Regions from separate parts of the Zea mays genome. Here region 1 is linked to region 2. A link is a contact called in public Hi-C data. All regions are on one chromosome and are shown on one strand. The core of a region is the stretch at or near the end of the contact, and the rest is flanking DNA. Distances in the headings are between cores, read along the strand shown. Region 1 holds the start of LOC112163627. Region 2 holds the start of LOC542452 (potassium channel 5).

Evidence for each region. Hi-C and Micro-C count contacts between places; a contact is called where the count stands out from the background.
Region 1: a Hi-C map of ear shows a contact between it and region 2, with 2.9 times the contacts expected there. The contact joins the promoter of LOC112163627 here to the promoter of LOC542452 in region 2. A contact is called at or near these places in 3 of 25 Hi-C or Micro-C datasets (ear, leaf and tassel).

The regions. Positions count from the first base shown.
Region 1 is chr8:151,119,266-151,121,965 of Zm-B73-REFERENCE-NAM-5.0, forward strand. It overlaps LOC112163627, which reads left to right and starts at 1,353. Exons shown (of 1, transcript NM_001361379.1): 1 at 1,353-2,700. The coding sequence starts at 1,378.
Region 2 is chr8:150,950,782-150,953,481 of Zm-B73-REFERENCE-NAM-5.0, forward strand. LOC542452 (potassium channel 5) reads right to left here and starts at 1,343. Exons shown (of 11, transcript NM_001112010.1): 1 at 1,150-1,343; 2 at 1-136. The coding sequence starts at 1,343.

The sequences.
Region 1 (2,700 bases), core at 103-2,602, 170 kb after region 2:
GTGTGCCACGCGCGCGTGCCCTGCTCCTCTGCGCGCGCAGACACGCATTTAACGCGTTGCAGTCGACCGTTGGCGCGAAGTAGTCGTTGCTCCGCTGGCTCACCGGACAGTCCGGTGTGCACCGGACATGTCCGGTGAATTTTAGCGGAGCAGAAATCCGAAGCTGGCGAGTTCAGAGTCGCTCTCCTCTGGGGCACCGGACACTGTCCGGTGGTACACCGGACAGTCCGGTGAATTATAGCGAAGCGCCTCTGAGAATTTCCGAAGGTGCGAAGTTTAGCTTGGAGTCCCCTGGTGCACCGGACAGTCGGACACTGTCCGGTGGTGCACCAGACACTGTCTGGTGGCACACCGGACAGTCCGGTGCGCTAGACCAGGGTGCCTTCGGTTATCCCTTGCTCTTTTTGTTGAACCCTTTTCTTGGTCTTTTTATTGGCTTTTTGTGAACCTTTGGCACCTATATAACTTATAGACTAGAACAAACTAGTTAGTCCAATTATTTGTGTTGGCCAATTCAACCACCAAAATCAATTAGGAAAATAGGTGTAAGCCTAATTCCCTTTCAATCACTCTATTAGAGAATCAGCTCTCTGAACTAGAGAATCATGAAGCAGAACTCTACCAAACGAGCCCTTAGAGTTTTAGCGATAGATTGTAAACTAAAATTCTCTTAAGGTTGAAAGGGATTATAGAAAAAAATAATTTATTTTTCTCTAAATCTCCTTAAGTTAATCATGAAGAGAGTTTGAGTTTCTAGCTTTTAAGTGTGACAATATTTCAACTAAGGACAATTTATTTTATGATTCGAGCGATGTAGGTTTTCAACTAAGTTTTTAAGAATCCAGTTTTTTATCTCTAGTTTTTAGAAACTGGTTTATGGTGTTTGAACCACCTCAACTTTTCATAAAGTGGTTTTAGCTAGTGGAGGCTAGCTTCTTGATTTTAAAAACTGAAAAATCCAGTTTCTATAAACTAGGATATAAACTAGTTTGTTTAGAACCAACTTAGTTTTTTTAAACCAGTTTCTTAAAAACTGGGTGTTTTCAAACAGGCCATACGGAATATAAACAGGGATACAAACTAGTATATTTGGAACCACCTTAGTAGATTCACCTCTAGTTTTTATAAACCACCTTAGAACTTGTTCGTTTTGCTCTCAATTTATATAGATTGAGTGGAATTGAGCGGGTTTTAATCACAAACAAATCAAAAAAATTTATTATTTTTTACAATCTTATTCAATACACATGGGCAAGGTCTTAGTCATTTAGAAGAGAATGGATTCTTTCCCTAGACAAGTCCAGCTAAAGAGCGAAATATTTCAACCTGCGCGAGTCGTACGGTCGTGCCCTTCCCCTGCACAGGCTGTCGTCCACAATGCCCGCGCCGCTGATACTACCCACAGTCGCGCGCGAGCTGGCAGAGCTCCTCGTCGCCCTCTCCGCCGCCCGCGCGCTCCCAAAAGGACAGCAGCTCCACGGCCATCTCCTCAAGGCTGGACACGTCCCCGCCACCGCCTCCTCCCACGCGCTGCTCGCGCACCACCTCCTTACGTTCTACGCGCGCTGCGCGCTCCCTGACCTCTCCCTCCGTGCCTTCCTTGACCTCCCCGCGCCGCCCCTTCCCGCTGCATGGTCTTCCCTCATCTCCTCCTTCGCTCAGAACGGCCTCGCCGCCGCTGCCTTCGACACGTTCCGCCGCATGCTCGCCGCGGGCGTCCCTGCCACCGACCGCTCCATCCCTTTGGCTGCAAAGGCCGTTGCCGCTGCCGAGACCTTGTCGCGCCCTCCGTTCTCCCCTCACGCGCTCCACGGCCTTGCTGCCAAGACTCCGTTCGCTGGCGACGTGTTTGTTGGCTCGGCGATTGTCGACATGTATGCCAAGTGCGGCCACCTTGCAGACGCCCGCCGGCTATTCGATGATATGCCAGAACGGAATGTTGTTTCTTGGTCTGCACTCATATGTGGGTATGCTGACGCGGGGATGCATCCTGCAGCGATGGGAATCTTCCGCTTGGCACTTGAGGAGGCTGTGCCTGTGAATGACTACACCGTTTCTTCCATCATCCGTGTATGTGCTGCAGCGACGCTCTTTGAGCTTGGAGCCCAGGTGCATGCCAGGGCTACAAAGACAGCGCTTGACGCGTCACCTTTTGTGAGCAGCTCACTTGTCTCGGTTTACTCGAAGTGTGGGCTTGTAGAGTGTGCTTACCGTGTGTTCAATGAAGCACCTGAGAAGAACCTTGGCATTTGGAATGCAGTGCTCATTGCATCTGCTCAGCATGGGCATACTGCTGCAGCATTTGAGCGATTTATGGAGATGCAGAAGGCTGGATTCCAGCCCAATCACATAACCTTCCTGTGCTTGCTCACTGCTTGTAGCTATGCTGGCCTTGTTGATGAGGGGAAGCGATATTTTTCTATCATGAAAGATTATGGCATTGAACCACAGGCTGAACATTATGCTTCGATGGTTGACCTACTTGGTCGTGTAGGACTTATAAAGGAAGCCCTTGATCTTATTGAGTCCATGCCTATGGAACCACCTGAGTCTGTTTGGGGTGCACTGCTCATGTCATGCCGCATATTTAAAGATGCTGACACTGCAGCAATTGCTGCAAAGAGGCTGTTTGAGACTGGGTCTCGCAGCTCTGGAGCACATATGCTTTTATCAAGCACATATGCAGCTGCAGGAAGGCAT
Region 2 (2,700 bases), core at 93-2,592:
GTCCACTGCGAAGAACGCATTCACGACATTGTCCACTGCAGCTAGGGCGCCCGTTGGTTTCTGAATGAAGCCAAACTCAAATGGGGAAACCCATGCAGAGTATACCACAAGGATTATGAGAAAAGTCTCCCAGCATCTGCATAGAATTAATAACCATCAGAACCATTTTTTCGTGTTGTAACTAAAAATATCATTTTTTTAGTTTTTACCAGCAAAATCGTCCTGCTCATGCAAGGGTGAAGCAATAATATCCATGCAAAAATTAGTTTTGGTTGCAAGTAAATTATGAAATTATGGGAAAAAAACAAACGCAGCCCTCACTGATTTAGAAAAACAAAGTAATAAACTAAAAAGCACCCCAAAAAATTGACAGTGGTAAGAAAAACGGGCAAAACAAAAGCTACCCTGGAAAACGCAGTCGCAGACATATACCACCCACCGTAACTAACAATTCAGTAAATTATAAAACGATTCAGAAAAGGTTTTCCACCAGAATTCCGGAAATGAGCACTTTGCACAACTAATAGTTGCAGAAAGAAGCGCAGGACGGTAAATCGAGAAATGCAGATACGTCACCATCGATATCATGAACGAGTAAACAAAATCAAAGCAGAAGTGCGACCACTAAAAAAGGCAAAACATAAACATACCAATTATTGCAGTAAAAAGGGAAAATAATTATTCAGTCCAGGTCAAACCAAGAAAGCAGTAATAAAAATCTATAAAGATCAATTATATCTGTTTACAATCGAAGAGAATTGACGATAAAAAGAAAGGAAGCAAAGAAGACAGTGCACAGATATCAATAACTTTGAGCGACAAAAAATAATTCAGAAGCGACCATTCTAATTCATGGAAACATATTTGGAATTCAACAGTTAGTGAATCACATACGAAGAGAAAGCTCGGCCGCTATCTTCAACAACTACCAGAATTACAATACAACCAACTCATCGCCGACCATCACCAAAATTAAAGCAGGCAGAGCAAGCCACCGGTGAGGCAAAAGCATCAGGCCAGCAATGCAACAACAAGGAGCCACCTTCCAATCCAGCCCGCAGAGATCGACGGTAGGCAGGACGACACAGGCAAGCAGAACCGAACGGGAGCTAATAACGAGGAGGACGCCGCGAAAAGAAAAGAAAAAACCTGTATCGGCGGTCGTAGGGCGACACGATGAAGGGCCTGAGCTTGACGCGGCGGTTGCTCCGCGCGCCGAGCGACGGCAGGATGCCGCTGGAGATGCTGTAGTGGCTGCCGTCCCACGACAGCTCACTCTCTAGCGCCGCTCTGCCGCCCCACGGCCCGCACGACGCCACCCTGGAGGGTGCGCACCCTGCCATTGCTCCCCCACCGCCTTGCCGCCGCCCAGCGGCTACGCGGTAAACCTCCCCGGGGTTTACCGGGAGAGGGATGGGTGGGTAGGAGCGCCGCGCGCCCCGAATCTGGCAGCCCGTGCGTAATTAGCTAAGGATCGGGTTGTCTAGTCGGTCTCCCCCTCGTGGTGCTATCTATTTTCAGCTTTTGGGCGGCAGCGCGCGCGGCTGGGCGATGGCAGGCCGCAGAACGCGGCCGAGGGAGGAGAGCTGGAGCCTGGAGCGGACAACGGAGTTGGTGCGGGAGCAAGCGCGCGCTCGGCGCCATTTTATGGGAGCACTCAGCAGGATGACACCGGGTGGCTTTCTGGGAAACGGGATTTGGCTTTTCCCGGCTGCGCGCGGCGCGCCCCTGGCCCCGCTCGGGCGCGAACGCGTGAGGGGTGCGGCCGTGCGGGTGCATTGGGCTGCATCTGCCTGACTGCCTCCGACTCTCCGTGACACGGGCAGGGGGGGGGGGGGGGGGGGGGGGGGGGGAGTGTTCCCTGTAGTTGTAACCAGGTGACATCATCCAACCAGCTGTCACTAGAAATTGCTTCGGTGTTTACTTTTTTTCTCGTTCGACTCTCATCTAAACACTATAAAAAATATGACCGTCATCTTTCACCCCTTCTTGTACGTCTAACCAAACAAAGCCTCCGATCCAACCTGTTAAGAGAAACAGAACGGCCTCAGCCAACCCAGCGTGTGTACCCCGTGTGTAGGGCTAGATATCGGTCGAGTTTGAGTTGACCCATTAAGCTAATGGGTTGACTTAGTTCGGCTTGTTAAGATAACAAGCCACAAAACTAGCTTGGCTTAGCTTATTTACGAGCTCGAGTTGGCTCGTTAAGCTCGCGAGTCACCACAGAGAAAAAGTATATATATCACCAAGGCAGATCTATTCATCATCTGGACCACCCTGGTGTGCCACCCGGCCAACGCGCGCCCCCTCATGGCTCTGCCCACCACGCCTGCCCAACCAGCCGATCAAGTCGTCCCGCCCGTCCAGCCAAGCCATCTCGCCTAAAATAACTTAATGTAGCCTAAAATAACTTAAACGTTACCTAGTCTTTAGAATGACTTAAAGTTACATAGAATGACTTAAATGTTGTTTGTACGTTGGAATGACTGAACCAATAACATAAAAAATGTCCGAGCAAACCCAGAAAGATGGCTAAAACAATAATAACTAAATGTTTTATAAAAAAGAATTAATATTTATGTTACGTAGACTTTAGAACGAGTTAAAATTATCTAGAATGACTTAAATATTGCCTAGTAGACGCTGGAATGACTGAACTAATAACGTAAGAAATCCACGAGAAAACTAAAAAAAAAAGGG